2 separate regions of the Oryctolagus cuniculus genome follow, and region 2 is linked to region 1. The links are chromatin contacts, called in public Hi-C maps. All regions are on one chromosome and are shown on one strand. The core of a region is the stretch at or near the end of the contact, and the rest is flanking DNA. Distances in the headings are between cores, read along the strand shown.

Region 1 (5,365 bases), core at 2,355-4,854:
CAAAGCACGAGAGAACACGGGGGTTGGTCCTCAGGTGTTGCCAGTCCAGAGGAGGTGACCAGATATGTATAGCTGAAAGCACCGTACCTCGGACGCCTACTCCATGGGAATACATGCAAACAAATTGAATTATCCAGAACAATGCATTATACATCAGCAAGTGCTTGGATGGCTCTAGACTAATGGCAACTATCAAAGATGGGTGAGGCTGGCTTGAGCAAGGGTTGGGAAAGAGCTGTTTTGAGAAATGCCTCGGTAGCCGACATGTGTTACTCTCTTATGCCAGAGAGAAGAAACCCAAACCAGCCCTGAGCACCTGCACCTTGGCCAATGCAAACACCAGGAGGCCAGGTGGGCAGATGGAAGAGCAGGGCCTGAAGCCAACTAGCAGCACTCTGGGCACTGTTCCCTGGGCAGCCACTCTGCCCCCACCCAGCATCACTAACCAGCTCAGCCCTTCTGCAGAAAGAGAATGGGGTGGGGGAGACCAGCCCAGAGGATGCAGGCTGTGGCCTCGGAACCATGCCTTCTCTGCTCCTTAGGGGGTTTTAAGACATAGGGAATGCTTCCCTTTTGTTCTAAATGTATTGACGTCTCTTTGCACTTAACCAGAGTTTCCCTAATCCTCCTTACTCAGGCTGGACTGATGTTGGTAGGGAGCGAGGACCAAAACCCGAGGATCAGGAGGCTGGGGAGGAGGGGAGGCCCAACCTCTGCCCCACTGTGTACAAAAAGATCTTTGCTCTGCTCTCAGTTCCCCCTCGAGATAATAGCTGTGAAAGCCCATGGCCACCCCGGCCCCTGGGAGGCAGGTGTGGGTGCGGGGAGCAGACAGTGAAGCTGTTTTTGGGCACAAGCTCTCCTGCTCACAGCGCCCTGGATCCCAGACCGGCTTGCTGGGAGGTGGGGGTGGGGGTGTGCTGACCCCCAGTCTGCAGAGAGAAAACAGGCTCTCAGAGTCTAGAAAGGTCTGCCCAGAATGACAGGGCAAGCAGATGGAGAGCTGAGCCTGGCAGCCCGAGCCCCCCCACCCCAGCCCGCCTTTGGTCACCCAGCCCCAGGGTAGACTTTGACAGGATCCCATTCTGGAACAACTCCATTTCACCGCCTCACTGCCGAGCTGCCCCGCCCCCTGCACTTGGGTTTTCCACTGAACACTTCTTCAGAAGAGAAACAACGCTTGGTGGAGGTGGTTTGTTTTGTTTTTGCCTAGCAAAAGCCTCAAAGCCATGGCTCAGCTTTGCTGCCCCAAATTTTGCCATCTCCCTTCCCTGGGGGGCCCAGGCTCTGCAAGGAGCTGCCCAGAAGCTGCGGCTCGTGCTGAGCTAGAGCTGCCCCGGGAGGGAGGACAGATGGGCCGGCTGGCCCCAGCTCCGCCACTTTCAACAGACTTTTTGTTCCCCAGCCAAACCTCCAGCGTCAGCTCCCCTCTCACCTCCTGCTCCCCAACAGCCCACCCCTCCCCCATGCCATCTTTGGGCCGGCTGGGAGGGGCCGCTGGGCTCTCCTTTATGGCTGGGAGTAGGATGAAAGGAGGCTTGCAACTGGTGCGGGCAACTGTTGCCATCTGCCTGGTGGGACGTCACCAGGGAGGGTCCTGCCCATTCACTCCTTCACGCACCGCTGGGCTCGGGCCTTTTGTCTGGTTAGCTGGGGAGGGGACTGCTGGGGGGGGGCAGGGGATGGAGGCCAGGGTGAGAGAAGCCGCTTCTTTGTGTCTGGACCAAACGTGCAGGGACTCACCGGGATAATTTGCATGTGAGGCTGTCTAAGCCCCAAGCCACTCAGGTGGCTGACAACCTCACCCTCTGTCACCACCCCTCCAGACCCCACTTGCCAAGCAACTACCCCCCCCCAGGTCAGAGGGCGTGGCCCCAGCTCCTCCACACGGAGCGGGAGCTGGCAAGGTCCCCTTGGTCACCCTCAGTCCCTTTCCCAGTGGGAGATGCATCTGATGTACACCCACCCCCAGCCTGAAGAGCTGACATCCACAGCCTTACTTCCTCCCCACCCCCACCAGCCCCTTACAGTCCTCCTGTTTTGTTTGTTTTCTTCTCCAGTCTAAGCCTAGCCCGCCCAGGGGCCATTGCGCCTGCCCACCGGCAGCTGGGCAGGACAAGAAAGGCGCTTAATGGAGGCAGTGGGGCTGGCAGCCCTGCAGCCCAGCTCCTGGCCTTTCAATGCCTCCCCGGGCCAGGGCTGGGGACCCATCAGGGGAGGGGGGGGGAGGCTCATGGGCATTTAATTATTTAAAGGTCTCAATAAAAGGAGCCGGGTCTCTGGGGAAAGGGGAGGCCAGGCAGATGGTGCGCCCCGGGAGCTGGAGGCCTGGTGTGGGTGCGGGATGGGTTAGAGGAGGGGAAAGGAAGAGGAAGTGAGAAAGAGCAGTGACCACCCCTCGCAGTCTGAGACCAGAGCGCCTTGCCCACCACTGCCGGCTTCAAACTGGGGTCTGCCCTGAGCCAGATCCATTTTGGAACTGAATAGCCAGCATGTGAGGTTAGGGGGTGGTCGCCCCTTCACCTGTCTGCTGGCAAGCAGGGTTGCTCCAGACTGGCTCCAGCCCCCCAAGGACCGGGTAGAAGTCTGGGGGCGGGTGGGGGGGGCACTCTGGCTCCGCTTTCCTGTATTGTCACAGACATTTGCTGGTTCATCTGGTGGTCTCCAGCAGCCCCGCCCCCACCGCCCGGCCAAGGTCGCAGTCGAGGGGCCTGCCCTGTCTCAGAAGGCAACCTCCCAGCCCCTCTGAGAGCTAAAGGAGGCCCGCACCTGGGAGAACAGGCAAACGGGGTCCCCAGGTAGCCAGAACCCGGGGTGCGAATCCGGCTGCACCAGCTGTGTCCTTGCCAGCTCTCAGCGGTCTCGCCTTTAACATGAGGGTGAAGGGGGTCCCGTGCCCGAGTCCCAGAAGGCAACAGCAAATGTCACTCACTACTAATATTCCTGCCACTACTGGGCACTGAGGTAGGCGGCCCAGGACACCGCGACAGACACCCCGGGTTTGGGGACCAGGCCAGAGGGGAATTCTGCGCGGGGCAAGTTTGCGCACCCAACTTCCTCCCTGTGTAACCGAGCCCTGCGCCCACGAGAACCACGGGGTCCGGTTCGGGCGACCCCGTTCCCCGCTGCCTCCCTCTTCCGCCTCCACCAGGCTGAGCCCCCAGCTCAGCGCCGACCCCTCCCACCCCCACCCCCGATCCCTGGGGTCTCCCGCTTGCTGTGCTCTTTCCACCCCCAAGAACCGGCCCAAGGGGACCCCGCCGGGGCTCACGGCGCCGGGCACGCTTCCGCCTGGACTTCCCGAACCGTCCAGCGGGGGCAGCGCCACCCAGCCCCGCACGGTGGCGGCCAGGGAGACGACCCGGCCGCGGGGAGGAGCTGGCTCGGGCGGACGCGAAGGCAGGCAGGTGTCGGGCTCCCGCCCTCCCCGAGGCGCACCCACACGTCCGCCCACGTCGCCCAGCTCCCAGCCAGCAGCCGGCCGCGACCTCCCGGCGCCCGGGCAAGTGCAGGCGAGTTCGCTCCGCCCTCCTGGCCACGGCGGCCGCGCTGCTCCCCGGCAACAAGCTGCTGATTGGCTGTCCTGGGGGCCGAGCGGGCCAATCATAGATCCTCCTGGCAAGGCCGCTTTTGACGAAGGAGAATTAAAAAAAGAGGGGGAGCGTGTCGCAGGGCAGGAGGTGCCCCGGGGGTTTCCGGGAGCAGCGGCGCGCGGGGGCCGTGGGGCGGGCGCAGGCGCCGGCCGAGGCGGGGCGGCTGCTGGGCTCCCACCTGCTGCCTGGGCACCTCGGGGTCGCTACCCGGCCGTGGCGGAGCCGCCTGGGGACTCCGGGCTCTGAACCGGCAGCCCCCGCCGGGACCCTCTCCAGTCTCTGCGCCCTGGGCGCTTCTTCCCCTAGCGCCTCTGCGACTTCGTGCGGCAGAGCCCGAAGCCAGCGACCTCTGTAAAAGGCAGGCTCCCGACTCACCGCGTCCCTGACCCCGCACACCCGAGCAGAGACTGCCGCGCACGGAGTGGAGGTGACCGCCTGCGAGCCTGGTGGCCGGGGCTGGACCCCAGGCCGTGGTGCGTCGGGCAGTTAACCCCTCTGAGCCCCAGCGCCCTCCTGTGAAAACCCCTAGTGATGAAGCAGTGCCTGCCTCCTAGCACTCTGGTGACGTCACTTGAGGTAGCAATAACAAAGGCGTCTTCATCAGGGGCTGGGGGGAGCCCTGGTTCCAGGGACTTCGATGCCGTCTAGAAAAGTAGTGCAGAGCGCAGATAAAGCCCTGGGACTGACCCTGCGTGCAGCTCGCCCCCGGGAGAGATCTCAGCTACTCAGGATTCCTCGGCTCCTCCGACTTTTCTTCCAGTTCCTCCCTCCAAAGCTTTCGGACAGTAGCCCCTGGGGCTCAGCATCGTTCCCATTTTAATAGGGTTCAACCTTTGTCGTGGGCTCCTGGAGTGTCCTACTTGACTTCCCAAATACCTACGTTTTAAAAGTTGTATTTATTTATCTGAAAGGTAGCGTGGCAGAGAGGGGATGGCGGAGAGAAGGAGGGAGGGAGGGAGGGAGAGAGAGAGAGAGAGAGCGAGCGCTCCCATCCCCTGGTTCACTTCCAAATGCCCACAACAGCCAGGACTGGGTCAGGCCAAAGCCGGGAGCCAGGAACTCCATCCAGATCTCCCACATGGATGGCAGGGCCCCCCCTGCTTGGGTCATCATCTGTGGCCTCCCGGGTGATTGGAAGAGAACTGGGTTGGAAGACAGCACCGCAGGATGGAATACAGGGGTCCACCCCTGCTGGGCCACAGGCCTGTCCCCGCCATAGGCCTGGGCTGACACCTAGGTGTGCTTGTAGCTTTCCCCACCCACCTCCCAATCCCTTCTTGTCAGCGGGAGACTCCCCCTTCTGCATCCCCTGGCCCGGGGCCCTTCCAGCCTCCTGAACCCTGGTGACCCTGCACACACACACACACACACACACACACCCAGGGGCTCCGTGGGTGTCAGTGTGGGCCTCTGCTGATGTGTCTGAGCCACTTCCGGGGCCGGGGGGCAGGGGCACTCAGCCTTGGAGTGAGCCTCAAGGGGAAGCCTGCAGACATGGATTTCAGTATTGAGTCTGTGTCTCTAGGGGCAAGTCAGTTAAAAAGGCTAGGTCTCAGTTACCCTGTCTGTTAAGTGGGCTGAATCCTACTCATCTCCTTACTGCATGGATACTTTTTTTTTTTTTGACAGGCAGAGTTAGACAGTGAGAGAGAGAGAGATATGAGAGAAAGGTCTTCCTTTTTCCATTGGTTCACTCCTCTAATGGCTGCTATGGCCGGTGCGCTGTACTGATCTGAAGCCAGGAGCCAGGTGCTTCCTCCTGGTCTCCCATG
Region 2 (5,889 bases), core at 2,389-4,888, 140 kb after region 1:
TGGGAATGGGTGAACGCTGCCACTTGCTTAAGATGTGAAAGCTGGTGGTTAAATGGTTTCCAGCACAGCCCTGGGGAGAAAGAGGAGCTCCTAAAACTGGCCCTGGCGCCCCGCGGGGGCCTTCTGTAACCTCTGCTCTTCCGGGACAAGGCTGCCTGTGAGATTCCGGCTACAGATCATCCCGGAGACGACCCCCTGCAGTGCTGACTGATCCCCCTGGCTCCCTGACTCGCTGGCCATCGGGGTTCCAACCTTCCTACACGCTCCTGCCTGTTCAACCACCAGAGGGCAGCCTTGTGCAAAGAGAAATAAATAAATATAGCAATTACTCACCTGCGGCCTCTTGGGATCCTGGGCTGGGCCGGTGGAGCCGGAAGCATAGGAAGGATGACTGATACCCAGCCGACTTACTCCTTGAATTATCAGACAGGGGAGGGGCCCACTTCCCCTGTTTCCTTTTTCTTTTTCTAAAAATTTATTTATTTACTTGAAAAGCAGAGTTATATATATAAAGAGATCTTCCATCCACTGGTTCATGCTTCAAGTGGCCGCAACAACCAGGGCCAAAGCCAGGAGCCTGCAGCTTTTTCTGGGTCTCCCACATGGGTGCAGGGGCCCAGGGACATGGGCCGTCCTCTGCTGTTTGCCAGGTGCATCAGCAGGGAGCTGGGTCAGAAGTGGAGCAGCCAGGACTCGAACCGGCGCCCATATGGGATGCCAGCACTGCAGGCAGCATCTTAACCCACTGTGCCACAGTGCCAGCCCCTTCCCCTGCTGCTTCTGGGGAGACCCGGGCGAGGGGCAGGTCACGGCTGGGTGCTTGGCGTCGGGTGTTGATTGAAGGCAGTAAGGAGGCAGGGAGTTCCCTGTCTCCTGCAGCCAGGGCTCGGGGTGCCTGCCTGCCCTGTGCCAGACACGGTGTCACGTGCCGAGGGGCCGCGGTGCAGCAGAGATTCCTTCCTCTTCCTCGTGGCTGGAGCCTGGTGCAGGAGCAGCTGTCAGTCACACGAGTCTCCACAGGGTCCAGCTCGTGGCGAGAGCTGGAGAGGGGTGCACAGCACAGCGGGTGCTGAGGCTGACATTCACCCGGAACCCGGAGATGGAGTAGGAGTGCGCCAAGCAAGGAGTTGCCAAGGCAACCAGTTGAGGTCTCAAACGGTGCCCGAGTCGAGAGGGACAGGTGTTTTTGTGGCCCGCGTGCAGGGGAGCCCACTCAGGTACTTTGCCTGGAACCTCCCCCTGCGCATTAGATCCTCGTGATAGTCTTCCAAGCAGGGAAGTCAGAACTTCGCCTTTGATTAAGGGTTGATTCGGAAGGCAGAGTGACGGGAGGGAGGGAGGGAGGGAGGAAGACAGACAGACCCTGCTCACTCCCCAAATGGCCGCAACAGCCATGGCTGGACCAGGCCGAAGGCCGGAGCCAGGAACTCCATCCGGGTCTCTCATGTGCATGGCAAGGGCCCAAGTATCGGGGCCGTCAGCGAAGGCCTTCCCAGGCGCATCAGTAGGGGGCGCCACAAGCAGCCACTCGCCCACTGTGCCCCAGCATCGCCCCTTCTTTTTCAAGACTGACTTGTGCAAAAGGCAGAGGGAGAGAGGAGTTTGCTCCCGTTCTTCAGATGAGGAAGTTGAGAACCAGGGAAGAGAAGTCGCCCACCTGCTTGTGTAGCCGTCGAAGGCTCGGACCAGCGCTGCACACACAGGCTACAGATGAAGCGGGGAGTCTTGACAGCAGCGAGGGCGCCCAGGGCCATTGCTAGGGTGCCTGCCCTTTCACCTGGGGACCCAAGGCCCTGGGGACGGCAAGGGTGGCAGCAGCTGCTCGGCTCTCAGAACAGCGGTGCAGCCCTTGCTGGCTCCCGAGGAGTCTGTTAGAGCAGGAAGCAGGATCCTCTCCCTCTCTCCTCTCTCTCTCCTCTCTCTCATCCACCCGTCTCTCCTGCTTGCAGCCCTCACCCCCTCCCACGTCCTGCTTCGCTGGGTTATGACCACGAAAGCTGAAGGCCGCAAGGGCTCCAGCTCAGGAGGCCCTTGGTGGCAGGACTCCCGTGGGAAGCACCTCCAGGCAGCGCGTAGAGCGGAGGCTGCTGCAGGCCGGACGCCTGGGGTGCCCTGCGCCCGGTGCAGAAAGTCTCTGGCCTCGGCTCCGTAGTGGGGCAGGGGGACCAGCAATTCCGGGACTCCTGGAGTTTGCGACACTGAGACAGCGTTTTCACCGCCGTCAGCCCATTTCAGCCCGACAGGAACCCCAGACAGGGAGATGCCCACTGCGGGCCAAGTGCTGATGAGGGCAGAGCCAGGAGTCAAACCCAGGTCCGGGCCCTTTCTTCCCGCCACTGTGCTCCTGGGAGGGTTCCCCCCAAGGGCCGCTGCCTCTGCCAGTCTCCTGACGAACTCCCCAGTTTGGGCTTGGGAAGCCCGAGGAGTACACAGGCTTCCCTGAAGAATTTGTAAACAGAGCATCTGTCCCCGGCCCCAGGGAGGGAGCCTCAGCCACGACAGGGCGACAGGGCTGGGGCTCCCATCTCTCAGGGTGTCGGGGAGGTGGGGAGCAGTGACAACGGCAGGGGGCCGTGGAGAGGAGGAGGTGGGGGGCAGGGCTGGATGCCAGAGCGCCAGGCCTGAGACGGGAAGGGAGGGGTGCAGGGAGGGGGCCGGGGGGCCGCAGCTCTGCAGCCAGCCAAGTGCCAGCCCCGGCCTGGCGGAACACCTGCGTCCTCCCAGAGCCAGCCGAGTGCCAGCCTCGGTCATCCGGGCCTTTGGAGGCCCTTGCTCCACGCTCTGGGGTCTCCCGGTGGCCTTGCTGGCAGCCCCATAGGCAGCAGAGCGCCTCCCGCGGCAGGCACCCCAGGGCCTTCGGATGGGTCCTGGCCAGGAAGGCTGCCCTGGCCTGCTCTCAGAGGAAGGCAGAGGCTGCCCCTCCCCCGCCAGGAGGGACCCGGAGAGGCCCAGGGCCAGAGGGAGCTGGGGGGGGGTTGGTGTTTCCTCGCTGGGGCTTCCTTCCTGCCTCCTGCCAGTCCCCTCCTGGGACAGCAGCCTCTCCCCGTTGTGCTGTGGATCTGCACTTAAAGCTCCAAGCCTGCCTGTGCGTCTGAGGCCGGGGGGGGGGGGGGACGGCGAAGGCTGGGACCCAGCGGCGTTGGCCCACCTCGCCCCCTCAAGGAGTTCCTGCGAGGCAGGTGGGGAATCCCCAGCACCCCCTACACCCAAAGGGCCTTGCCGAACAGGCAGCGGGGAGGGCGTTTCCCAGGCTGGAAGGAGGGAGCCTCCCCTGGAGGAGCCCTGAGTCGAGTCGGGGCCTGTGTCCTCAGCAGGGAAACTGGGCTCAAGGACACGCGTCCCTGTCCCCCCCCACACGGGCTCCGTCTGAGGGAGGCAGACGGAGGTGGCACAGCCACCCGCCCCCTCCCCCACACCAGACACCGGCTCAGTCCTGCCTCTCCTCTCTGTCAAGGTCATCTCTCGGCCTGGCCGGCAGACTCCCCATCCCCATCTCCCAACCTCCCTCCTGTGTCAGCTGGACACGGGTCTCCGTGGGGAGGGGGTGCCTGCTCCTTCCCCCACAGCCCCGGGCATCCCCCTCCCCACACCCCGGCCTGCAGCCAAAGAAGCCCAGACATACACAGCACAGACACCTGCTCCTCTTCCTCCCTCTGCTCCCCTCCCCCAACCCTGTCTCCTCCGCATGCCCCAGGCCCAGGGCAAACAGCTTTAAGCCTCTTCCTGGCATCAGGTGCACGCCCAAGACACAGACGAGAGAGAGGAGAGGGTGGACGTGTTTCCAGCTGTAGCCCTTGCAGAGGACCTGGGGTTCGAGGGACTGAGCCCGGGAATGAGAGGCTGGAGACATGGGCGTGGCCCCCGTCCCTGGCTCTGCACAATCCTGAAAGACACCAGCCCAGGCCGGGCGTGCTCTGCACGCTGGGGAGGGGACGCATTACCCGGATGTGGGGGGGGTGTGCCCTGCACAGGAAGGAGACAACATGGTCTTGGGGGACTGGAGTCTCCCCCAGCAGCCGGGTACAGGGGGTGAAGTCACCCTGCCAGTGTCCATGCTGCGTCTTTGAAGGAGCCAGTCCTTGGTGAGGCCAGCAGAGGTTAGGGCAGGTGGGGAAGCTACCAGAAGCACGCGGGAGCCCCGAGGCCGCCTTTCCCCAGTGCAGGCCGGTGCTCCTCCCTGGTCTGAGCCACAGAGCTATGCCAGCTCCCTCAGTGAGATGCCGAGCCAGGCCATGAGCTGACTTGATCCCCGGGGGAGCTCCACGGAGAGGGGAAGGCCCCAGTGTGCAGCACGTGGGGCGGTGAAGCTCCTTGTCCAAGGTCATGGAGCAAGGAAGAGGCAGAATGCAATGCCAGTGGGGCTGCTGCCTGCAAAGCCCTCCTGGGTTGGACTGGGGCTGTGGTACCTGCTGACCCACAACCGGCCTCTCACCGCCTGCGGGAACCTTGCTCAGTGCACACCCCATACGCACAGTGCCAGGGCGGCGCGGGAGGTAGCCCCGCTCCAGACATCTCACCGCAAGTGGCCCCTTCTCCACCCTGCCGCTCCGAGTGTCCCCCAGGGGTGGCCCTGCACACCTGCACTTCTCCTTCCCACACTACCCCTCCCTTCCTGTCTATTGTCTCCAGCCCAGTTTCTTGGCTCCTGGGCTTCTGTTCCCCGATTTCTTTCCGCTTCTCTAACCTGGAGGACAATGGGCTCCTTCCTGCTTGTTGGTAAACAGAGGCACCGCCAGCCTGCGAGGGACTCGGTAGCTCCCCACGGACCTCTCTCTCCACGAACTCCGGCCCTCCCTGCTTCTCTCCTGCTCCCTCCCACCATGTGTGCACACTGCAGCTAGAGAGGCCAGCAGGTGCAGTGCCAGCCTCTCTGTCTCCATCGTCCCGAAGAGCCCGGAAGTGCCCACACCCCCTCCTGACTGGAGAAAGCGTGGGCAGGGTGCACTGTGCGAGAGCCAGGGCTGGGCCAGGTGAAGCCAGGGACCAGGAGCTCCATCCGGGTCTTCCATGTGGGTGGCAGGGACCCTGCTATGTGGGCCCTCACCTGCTGCCTCCCAGGGTGTGCACTAGCAGGGAGCTGGGGTCAGGAGTGCAGCCTGCATTCCATCCCAGGCACTCCATTGTGGCACGTGGGCATCCTAAGGGATGTCAGGGAAAACAGAGAAAGAGAGTAACCCATAGTATCATCCAGAAAGGACCGATCTGGAAGGAATGTGGCAGAGGCTGGGGCAGAAGCTGGTGGCCTTGGCTGCAGAGGCCAAGGAAGGCCCCGGGGGTGGGGCCGGCTGGGCTGAGCCCTCGGAGCAGAACGAACAGAAGAGGCCAGAAGAGGCGCAGGTGTGGGGTGGAAACCAGCTGGACAGGTTTGAGCAGAGGGAAGGCCAGGGAGGGGTGAGGTGGAGTCAGGGGAGGCGGGGCCTGGAGCAGAAGGTCTTGTAGGATTTTGTTTGCAGGAGCTCCTTCTCCCAGGAACTCAAACATCGCCCCCTCCTGCCACCCTGTCGGGCAGGAGGGAAGGGGAGCGTGGTTCACCACTGGAGGGTGGCAGGGACCGGAGCAAGCCTAATCTCCCAAGGAGGCTGGGAGTGGGGAACGGGGCTGGGCTGGAGCCCCAGGAGGGGACGCCTGGGAGCAGCCCCCAGGAGGAGCGGGGCTTGGAGGAGAGGGCGCAGAGAGCACAGCGGGGGGTGGCTTGGGTTGAGGGCGGTGTCAGTTCCCCTCTGTCCCCCTCCCATGGGGAGTCAGTGGGGGCCTTGAGGGTCAGCCCCGCCCCCCATCAGAGAGGCGCCTCCTGGAGGGAGCAGGCCCAGGAGACTGGGATTTGCATGCTGGACCCTGAGCTGCCACGTGGGCTCTGGCAACACCTTTCCCTTTACTTTCCTGCTGCAA

Evidence for each region. A called contact is a pair of places that touch in the nucleus more often than the background predicts.
Region 2: a contact with region 1 is called in a Hi-C map of embryonic fibroblasts, with 3 times the contacts expected there. The contact joins two enhancer-like sites. A contact is called at or near these places in 3 of 6 Hi-C or Micro-C datasets (ear pinna, embryonic fibroblasts and an unstated tissue).

Annotation. Positions count from the first base shown.
Region 1 is chr13:19,047,412-19,052,776 of mOryCun1.1, forward strand. No RefSeq gene overlaps it. Among named protein-coding and RNA genes, the nearest start is that of BTG2, 15 kb to the left of the region's middle. Within about 2 kb of position 3,605, at least 8 of the 8 cell types and tissues checked have an H3K27ac peak or open chromatin away from gene starts, as enhancers often do.
Region 2 is chr13:19,183,018-19,188,906 of mOryCun1.1, forward strand. OPTC (opticin) reads left to right here. Exons shown (of 8, transcript XM_051821142.2): 8 at 69-332. Among named protein-coding and RNA genes, the nearest start is that of OPTC, 12 kb to the left of the region's middle. Within about 2 kb of position 3,639, at least 1 of the 8 cell types and tissues checked has an H3K27ac peak or open chromatin away from gene starts, as enhancers often do.